2 separate regions of the Mus musculus genome follow, and region 1 is linked to region 2. The links are chromatin contacts, called in public promoter capture Hi-C maps. All regions are on one chromosome and are shown on one strand. Each heading gives the region's core, a stretch centred on a gene start, on an enhancer-like site or on the middle of the called end of the contact. The rest is flanking DNA. Distances are from core to core; before and after follow the strand shown. Region 1 overlaps Baz1a (bromodomain adjacent to zinc finger domain 1A). Region 2 holds the start of Snx6 (sorting nexin 6).

The links. Promoter capture Hi-C pulls out the DNA fragments that hold promoters and counts their contacts.
Region 1: a promoter capture Hi-C map of neutrophils shows a contact between it and region 2, with 2.1 times the contacts expected there. The contact joins the enhancer-like site here to the promoter of Snx6 in region 2. A contact is called at or near these places in 4 of 39 promoter capture datasets (the C10 cell line, hematopoietic stem and progenitor cells and neutrophils), 2 of 115 datasets of contacts at active chromatin or transcription factors (craniofacial prominence and intestinal villus epithelium) and 3 of 9 other capture datasets (adipose tissue, liver and macrophages).

Annotation. Positions count from the first base shown.
Region 1 is chr12:54,947,021-54,950,952 of GRCm38.p6, forward strand. The region is part of intron 4 of Baz1a (bromodomain adjacent to zinc finger domain 1A); the gene reads right to left. Among named protein-coding and RNA genes, the nearest start is that of Gm51983, 22 kb to the right of the region's middle. Within about 2 kb of position 1,436, at least 7 of the 459 cell types and tissues checked have an H3K27ac peak or open chromatin away from gene starts, as enhancers often do. A contact at or near this core is called in neutrophils, where this site is marked.
Region 2 is chr12:54,793,277-54,797,625 of GRCm38.p6, forward strand. It overlaps Snx6 (sorting nexin 6), which reads right to left and starts at 2,386. Exons shown (of 14, transcript NM_026998.3): 1 at 2,372-2,386; 2 at 2,178-2,225. The coding sequence starts at 2,377.

The DNA of each region.
Region 1 (3,932 bases), core at 186-2,685, 150 kb after region 2:
TGAAACAGGGTCTCTCATATGTAGTTCTAGCTGGCCTTGAACTCAGAAAGAGCAGCCTGCCTCGAAGGTATGCTCTACTATGCCAGATATAATACAAGCTTATGTGGTTTTATTTTAACTTAAGGGTTTTTTTGTAAGTTACATAGCCTTTCCACATTGTACTAGACAAAGCACTGTAAGGCATAACTTAATCTAAGGTAGGCATTTTAATTATCCATTCAATAAAATTTCCTCTGGTAAAATTGGAATTAATTAATAAATTAGCTGGAAATAAATTAGTACTTAGTACCATTTAGGTTAGAATTTGAGACAGGGTCTCAGATAATCTGGGCTGGCTTTGAGCTCATTACATAGTGAAGGATGATATAGAACTTACTACATAGCTGAGGGTATCTTAACCCTGGACCCCCCTGCCTTCCCCTTCCAATGCAGTATTATAGGCATGTGCCACCTATTCCAGCTGGTTGGGGAATTGAACACATCTTTATGCATGCTAGGTAAGTATTCTACCAATTGAGCTATCCCCAGCTCTTTTGTCAGAAAAGTTTGGAAAAAAAAATGTCAAAGGAAGATAAAGGGAAAGTGGGCCCAGAGGCACACTGCCTGCAGTCCCAGTGCTAGGGAAGCAGGTGTGAGGGTCAGAAGGCCAAAAGTTAGCCTAAGGGACACAGGAGTTGCAAGCTAGCCTGGGAATCTGAAAAAGAAAATGGAAATAGAAAGTTATTGTAATTGCTTTTAAATTTTCTTCATAGTGCCAAACCAGGCCTGGTGTTTGGGGCCTGTATTCAGGAAACTGAGACATAAGTTCAAGGCTATAAAAAGTAAAAATTATAGTCAATATATACTTTAAAAAAGGAAGTATGGGTCAGTGGCAGGATATCTGTCTAGTTCAAGCACACACAAAAAAGGCAAAGAAACCACACAGTTAATCTCCATTCTAACTACCTTCTCACTCACCTTTGGGGTGTATCTATTCACTCACCACCTTCACTCAGCAGTGGAAAGCCTACAGTACACTAGATACTATTTGTAATGACAAAGGTCAGCAACCTCTAGAATTGAAATGATGGGCAATGCAAGCAAGCAAAACAAACAAACGAACAAAAACCCACCCAAAACCCTAACAACAAAAACCCCACTACCTTATATGAGCAGTGATACTTGATAACTGACTAGCTAGGCCTTCTAGGAAGTTAGTATTTAAAGAGGTGTGTGTGGTGGTAATGGTGGGGGAATGAGGAACAACCCATGAGCAAATCTTAGAACACCTTCAGAGGAAGAAGAAACACTGAAGAACCTGAGGTAAAAGTGTGCACGCTTAGCACAAGAAGCAGTCAGTATCAGAGGAGAAAGGAGATGCATTCAGCCAGAGGTGGTGACAATACAACTAATGGAGCTTTGCTGGAGCCTTTTCATTAAAGCTTCCTTTGGGATAAAATCCTGACTGCATTCTTTCTAAGGAAGCATGACGACCAGCCAGAGAGCAACAGAAACAGTTCCTATTACAACTTACCCACCAAATAGGAAGACTATTCAGCTGACTTCCCTCTGTGTTACTTTCCTCTCTTGCTACTCCATGTCTAGGTCTACACAGAGGAGAAATTTCCCTGAACTTAAGTATCTCAATCGTAGCTGCTGATCCCCCACCAGCAAAGAACTGACAAGGGCAGGTCTGTTTCTATTTGTACAGTGACATCTTAACACCAAACGTACTTCTCGGTGTTAAATCACTGGCCCAGTTAGTCAGCCCTCTATACCAGAAGATTCCAGGCGTGGTGGTGCATGTCTGTACTCCCAGCCCTTTGAGGCTGGGGCCAATGGAGTTGTATGAGTTCAAGGCCAGCCTGATCGAACATAAGGAGCTCCAGGCATAGTGAGACCATGACTCAAAAAAACAAGTATTTGGGGTGGGGGGGTATGTTCATCTGTACTAAGGATACAGAACATTTTTCTCTGCCACTATTCTCTAAACAGTACAGTCTAATGCTAGTTACAGAGCACGTACAGTTTATCTGAAATTACAAGTCGTCTATGGACGAGTTAAGTACACGTGTCTATGCAAATACTGTGCACTTCCTAAGGAGCTCTACTGAGCACCTACAACTTCTTTATTTGAGGAAAAGGGTGGTAGTAAGTTCCTGGAAATTTTCCATGGATACTGGGACAATTCATTCCATTTACTAACAACAAAATTGTTTCTCTCTCATATGCATGTGTATATATATCTATATCTATCTATCTATATATACACAATATAATTTTTACTAAAAAGCAATGTATTTATATTTGATAAAGGGGAAAAACTAAAATTTCAATAGTCTAGAAGTAACCAAAAAAAATCTACTGTATTTTCAATATAAAGTTTCTTTTTAAGAAATTATCAAGTTATGTTCACTACAACTCTTCTGCAATGAGAACCCATAAATGAGTACTGTTTCAGCATAGACAGCTATTTACAATAATACTCACACATACATATTATATTTAATGTCCACCTCAGCTTACATATTACACTTTCATGCACAGAACTACAAATAACAAAATGATTAGGATCAGTTCTTTCAAAATATCTTTGCTGAGATGGCTGAGCAGGTAAAGGTGTTTGCTATCATCAAGCCTGACTTCAGCCCTGTGGCCCACATAGAAGGAAAGAACTAATCCGGCAAGGTGTCCTCTGATTTTACATACAATCTCCCCCACACACAGACAAAAGACCACATCATCTTAACTAACAATCCAGTTATCATGACATCAGAGTATATTATACAAAAGGAATTCAATGAATGTAAAATCTTGAAATAAGTCAGGCGTGGTAGAGCATATGTATAACTCCAGTACTCAGGAGGCAGAGGCAGGAGGATGGCAAGTCTACACCCAGACTGAGTTATAGTAAGTTTGAGGTATCTTGGGCTAACATAGAAGGATCCTCCTATCTCAAGAAAACAAAGATTTATATTTATTATCTGTATAGTTATGTTATTATATAGTTACATATTAATATATTAACAAATATCATTATATTTTCATCCAGAGGTTTCTGAAATAATTACCTCTCCTTTTGCTCCTACAATCACCACCAGGATAGTATATTATTCAAAATATACTCTATTCAGTATGTCAGGCCAGGATAATGATTTTTTTTTCAGCCTACTTCAACTTTAGATGGTATCTGTTTAGAGACGGCCCCATAAAAACTTTGATTCATGAAACGGTTTGGGGCTGGAGAAATGGCTCTGCAGCTGAGATCACTTGCTGCTCGCTCTTGGAGAGGACCCAGATTTAATTCCCAAAACCTACATATTGGCCCACAACCATCTGTAAACCCCAGTTCCAGGGAACCCAACACCATCTTCCACCCTATTCCAACTTCCAAGCACATACTGCACACAAGACAGTCATGGAGACAAAAACAGAAAACCTATATACATAATATAAATAAAAATTTTTTAAAAGTTTTTTTTGATAGCTTTATCATACATCAGAGTATATTAGAAATGGCCTAAACCTAACTACATTGTCTGGAAATCAACTAAATAAACTTGCCTATACTTGCCACATCTTAATCAGACAGTGCGCTGTGAATAATTTAGCCAAGATTATCTATCAGTTTAGCTCAGTTTTCAGAGACCTTATGGTTATAGATAAATTTCAGCATTTGGCTATTGATAGATCCATTAGGCCTTCTGTGTAACAATTACACACTCTGGTTTCATCACCTCTAAAACAGTTCAAATGTTTATCTAGTGCTACAAATAGCCAAGAAGGTTGATCGACTTTCATAAAAAGCTTGAAATACTTAAGATGCTAAAATAATTCCAAACTCATGGTGTAACTTCTTGTGTGTGCTACAAGAAGGGCTCTAGTGTTATCTTCACCTATTCTAAAGTCTCAAAGGCTGTGAGCCAAGCATGATGCTAGATATTTATAATTCG
Region 2 (4,349 bases), core at 1,136-3,635:
AAAACAAACCCCAAAATACAATTAGTAAATTCTAATTCTGTCTTATCCAAATCTCTCTCTCTCTCTCTCTTTGTAATTAATACACATAAGCATTGTTTTATAGTTAACTAGAGGTTAAATTTTAGAAACCAGAAATCAAATGAAGCTGCTATGTAAACTGAGGGAGTTCATTTATCATTTACAAAAGTATCTGGAAGCTGGGAATGGTGGCACACGCCTTTAATCCCAGCATTTAGGAGGCAGAGGCAGGTGTATTTCTGAGTTCGAGGCCAGCCTGGTCTACAGAGTGAGTTCCAGGACAGCCAGGGCTACACAGAGAAACCCTGTCTTGGAAAAAAACAAAAAAGCATCTGGCTGCTACTCTCAGGTCCCCGGTGAGGAGTCTCTATCCACACCACAGGACTTTTAAAGACACCTTAGAGAAACTTACATCCCATGCTCTTGGGTGTGCCTGTCTTTCTTTCCAAGAGAGTGGCTCTTTCCTAACCCTCATGCTTAAGCCTGAATTAAATAGCTTTATTAAACCCCAACCTTGGCCTGCAAGATGGCTAGGTAAGTGAAGTGCTTGCTAACAACCGGAGTTCAATCCCAGAACCCACATACAAGTAGGAGAGAGCTGGGTCTGCGAAGTTGTTCTCTGCAATGGAACACATATGACAGAAAAGCAGAACAGACGGGACTATCTGGAGGAAGGAAACAGATCAGCAGTAGTATGTGCCCCTCTGTGACACTAACTCTTTAAAACTGCTTCAGGGGCTGCTGAGATGACTTCAGGAGTTAGGGCACACTGCTCTTACAGACCTGAATTCAGCTCCCAGCATCCACACAGATTGCTCTCAAAACCACCTGTGACACCAGCCTCTGGGGTCTGACACTGTCTGACCTCTACAGAACTTGTTTGTACACAGTTGCACCTACCCACCACACAGACAAAGAATCTCTTACCAACAACAATATCCTGCACGGTTACCATCTATCCTGAATCCACTAACACCTGCATCTCTCACATTTTCTAGGATGGATAAGTAGCCGCAAAATAGAAAACAAAAGGAAAACTAGGCTAGGAGGCATGCACCACATCCACACTTGGGAGGCAGGAAAAAAATTGCTTTGTACAAGGAAACTTGTTTCAAACCAAGTTTCTGGACAAGTGTGAGCTGCTGAGTGATAAAATGGTGACAATGAAACTTTGCTTAGTGGCAGTCATACATTAGTAACAGTGCACCTGTACAAGGCTCTACATGCAATGCTATCTTTCACTAAGACAAATGGAGTGCTGCTGGGGGGATGCAGTGGGAGCGAGAAATGAGACCTTTGAACAAGGGGCAGGAAGCGGGGAGGGGGGAGAGTGGTCAAAGGATACAAACTTTCAGTTTTAAGTTCTGGATACTTAATGTACAGTGGAGTGACTAATAATAATGGATACTTGAAACTCTGCTGAGAGCAGACCAAGTGCTCTCCTCAAAAAAGAAAATGAAGGTACCTGAGTAAGGTCCCGAGTGAGGTCTGTGTTCATTAACTTGACAATGGTAATTATTTCACAACCTCTACACGCATCAAAATATCACGCTGTACATCTTTATATAAATTATTATTTTGTAAGTCATACCTTAACATGAGCTAGAGATGGGAGACAATATCGAGAGAATCCTGAAAAGGATGGGGATTGAGGAATATACTAGAAAAAGTAAAGATACTGAAAGCGACCCGTTCTTTAAAAATCTTTTAGGGCAAAACTGAGATTTGCTGATTGCAAAAAAATCATTACAAAAGAGTAAATTTAGACCAAATCCATACCATTCAGCAGAGAAAGGAGAAACGAGGTTCCAGAAAGCCACAGAAAGATTTTGACGGTACCACCGGGAAGGTCTGAAAATGGGTTTCGTGGCCCAGAGAGTCAAGGATGGGGGCGTTCCAACCCGGCCACCCCACCTGCAGCGGGGCCTGGGAAAAGCAAGCTCAGCACAGGGTTGGATCGCCCACCTAGGGCGAGAAAGCGGCCACGGGACCAGCGGAACCGAGAAGCGCCCGACCCCAGGGACGAAGGGCTGCAGAAGGGCGGGGCGCGCGTCGCGGAGGTCGGGAGGGCGACCCAGGGCGGCAGCGCAGCCTGGACCCCTTCTCGGGCCACGGCGGGGGAGGGACCGAGGGTCGAGACCACAGAAGACACAACTTACTCCGCGGTCTTCCTCCGAGAGGAAGTCGGGGCCGTCATCCAGGCCTTCCTGTGGGGTCGGCGGGCCCAGCACACCGAAGGGGAGGCAGGGAAAGGGGGAGACACAAAGAGAGACATTAGCGCCCAGCCCGCGCCGTCCCCGCGCCCGCCGCCCCCACCGCGCGCCCCGAGTTCGGCGCCGCCGTGAACACCCACCATCATGGCTGCTTCGAGTCCAGGGCTCGCGCAGTCGCACAAGCAAGGCCACGAACCTAGTCGGCCGCGCGGGTGGGGCGGAGGGCGGAGCCGAGCGCCAGCCCCGCCCCCCGCCCGCTCTAGGAGGGGGAGCAGTCCCTGAAGGGGAAAGGACGCAGGGTCCTTTGCTCCAGGTAAGAGGGAGGGTTGGCCCAGAGCGATAGTCGCTGCTCACTGCTGGCGAGCTCAGGCTTGGGAAGGCCCCAGGGCCACCCGGAGAACGGTCCACGTCTCTTGCCCCCGAGGGCCCCTAAAAAACTGTACCAGTACTCCCAGGAAGTCACAGTAAATATTCTTGTCTTTGTATTGAGTTACATGATGATTAATCACCATTAATACCATATTGCCTGTGGAAGTTTCAGGAGCCAAAAGCCTTCACACAATAAGCAGACAGGGGCTATAATCAAGCTTTTACTGCTGGGGAAGTAATAACTACCTCAGTTTGGGGTGCTAATGACCGAGCACTATAAAAACAGAGCCGTTCTCATTACAAGAGTATTCCTTGCCTGTATACTAAGAAACAATCGCCAGACCTGATCTAACTGTCCAGCTGAGTAGCAGGAAAGGAGCATCCACAGATGCTTCAAGAAAATAATCCCTTGGGCCAGCATGTTGGTTTAGCAGTGAGGAAAAGTACTTGCTGCTAAGCCTAGAGGCCTGAGTTCAAGCCCCAGGACTGACCCACAAGGTAGAATGGTACTGCAGATTGTCCTTTCACACACACAAAACCAATAAATAAATAAATTTTATAAAAATAATCATTTCTAACTTACCACACTTCACTTCTACAAAGGATCACTCAAGCAAAGCTGTGTCTCCACTTTTATTTATTTATTTATTTATTTATTTATTTAGAGACAGGGTTTCTCTGTATAGGCCTGGCTGTCCTGGAACTCACTCTGTAGACCAGGCTGGCTTCTGACTCAGAAATCTGCCTGCCTCTGCCTCTGCCTCCCAAGTGCTGGGATTAAAGGCGTGTGCCACCACCGCCCGGACTATTGTGTCTCCACTTAATGACATCATCACTCTCAAGGTCCAAGCCTGGTTTCGACTTGTCCTCTTCAGATCCTTCATCTCCTCATGCCTCACATCCAAACAAATACCACCGTGTCTGCAATTGACTCATTTTCTCCACCTCCCTTCCTACACATATACATGTAAATAACGATCTGCTGGTGTGAATCTTCTCTCCACCCCTGGCCTTACTAGCATCTCAGCCTTCCTGGCTCTGACAATGACACCCTAATTTCAGCCAAGAAGCAGTTACAGAGAGATTCCATTGCCCTTTATCATCAACAAAAAGTCTGAAATGACCAAAGTGCACATGCTGGCCAGCCTCCAGGCTCTCAGCATCTCAAATATCTACTACAGGGCCCATGATGGCAGCCCAGCTCCTCTTAGCTCTTCTCACCCTGCCCCTACCCTAAACGTCTCCAGCTCACAGGCTTCCCCTCCCCAGTGCATTCCGACCATGTTCTCTCTCTCTCTCTCTCTCTCTCTCTCTCTCTCTCTCTCTATGTAAGTACACTGTAGCTGTCTTCAGACACTGCAGAAGAGGGCGTCAGATCTCCTTACAGATGGTTGTGAGCCACCATGTGGTTTCTGGGATTTGAACTCAGGACCTTCGGAAGAGCGTTCGGTGCTCTTAACCACTGAGCCATCTCTCCAGCCCCCTATGTGATCTCTTGGTCCCCTCTCTCTTGTCTCTCTTTTCCTTCCCTCTTTCACTCTCCCCACCCCCCTTTCTCCTTTCATGCCCTGGTCCAGTCTGCTGCTCCTGTAAATTCTACTTTCTCTCCTTGCTCTGGATTCTTCCAATTGATTGTACCCTCTCTTGTATCTATAATAAGAACTTCCTCTCAACCATGGTCTTAGAGAGACCATTGAATTTACTTTAAGGGTTTTTTAGGGGGCTGGAGAGATGGTTCAGTGGTTAAGG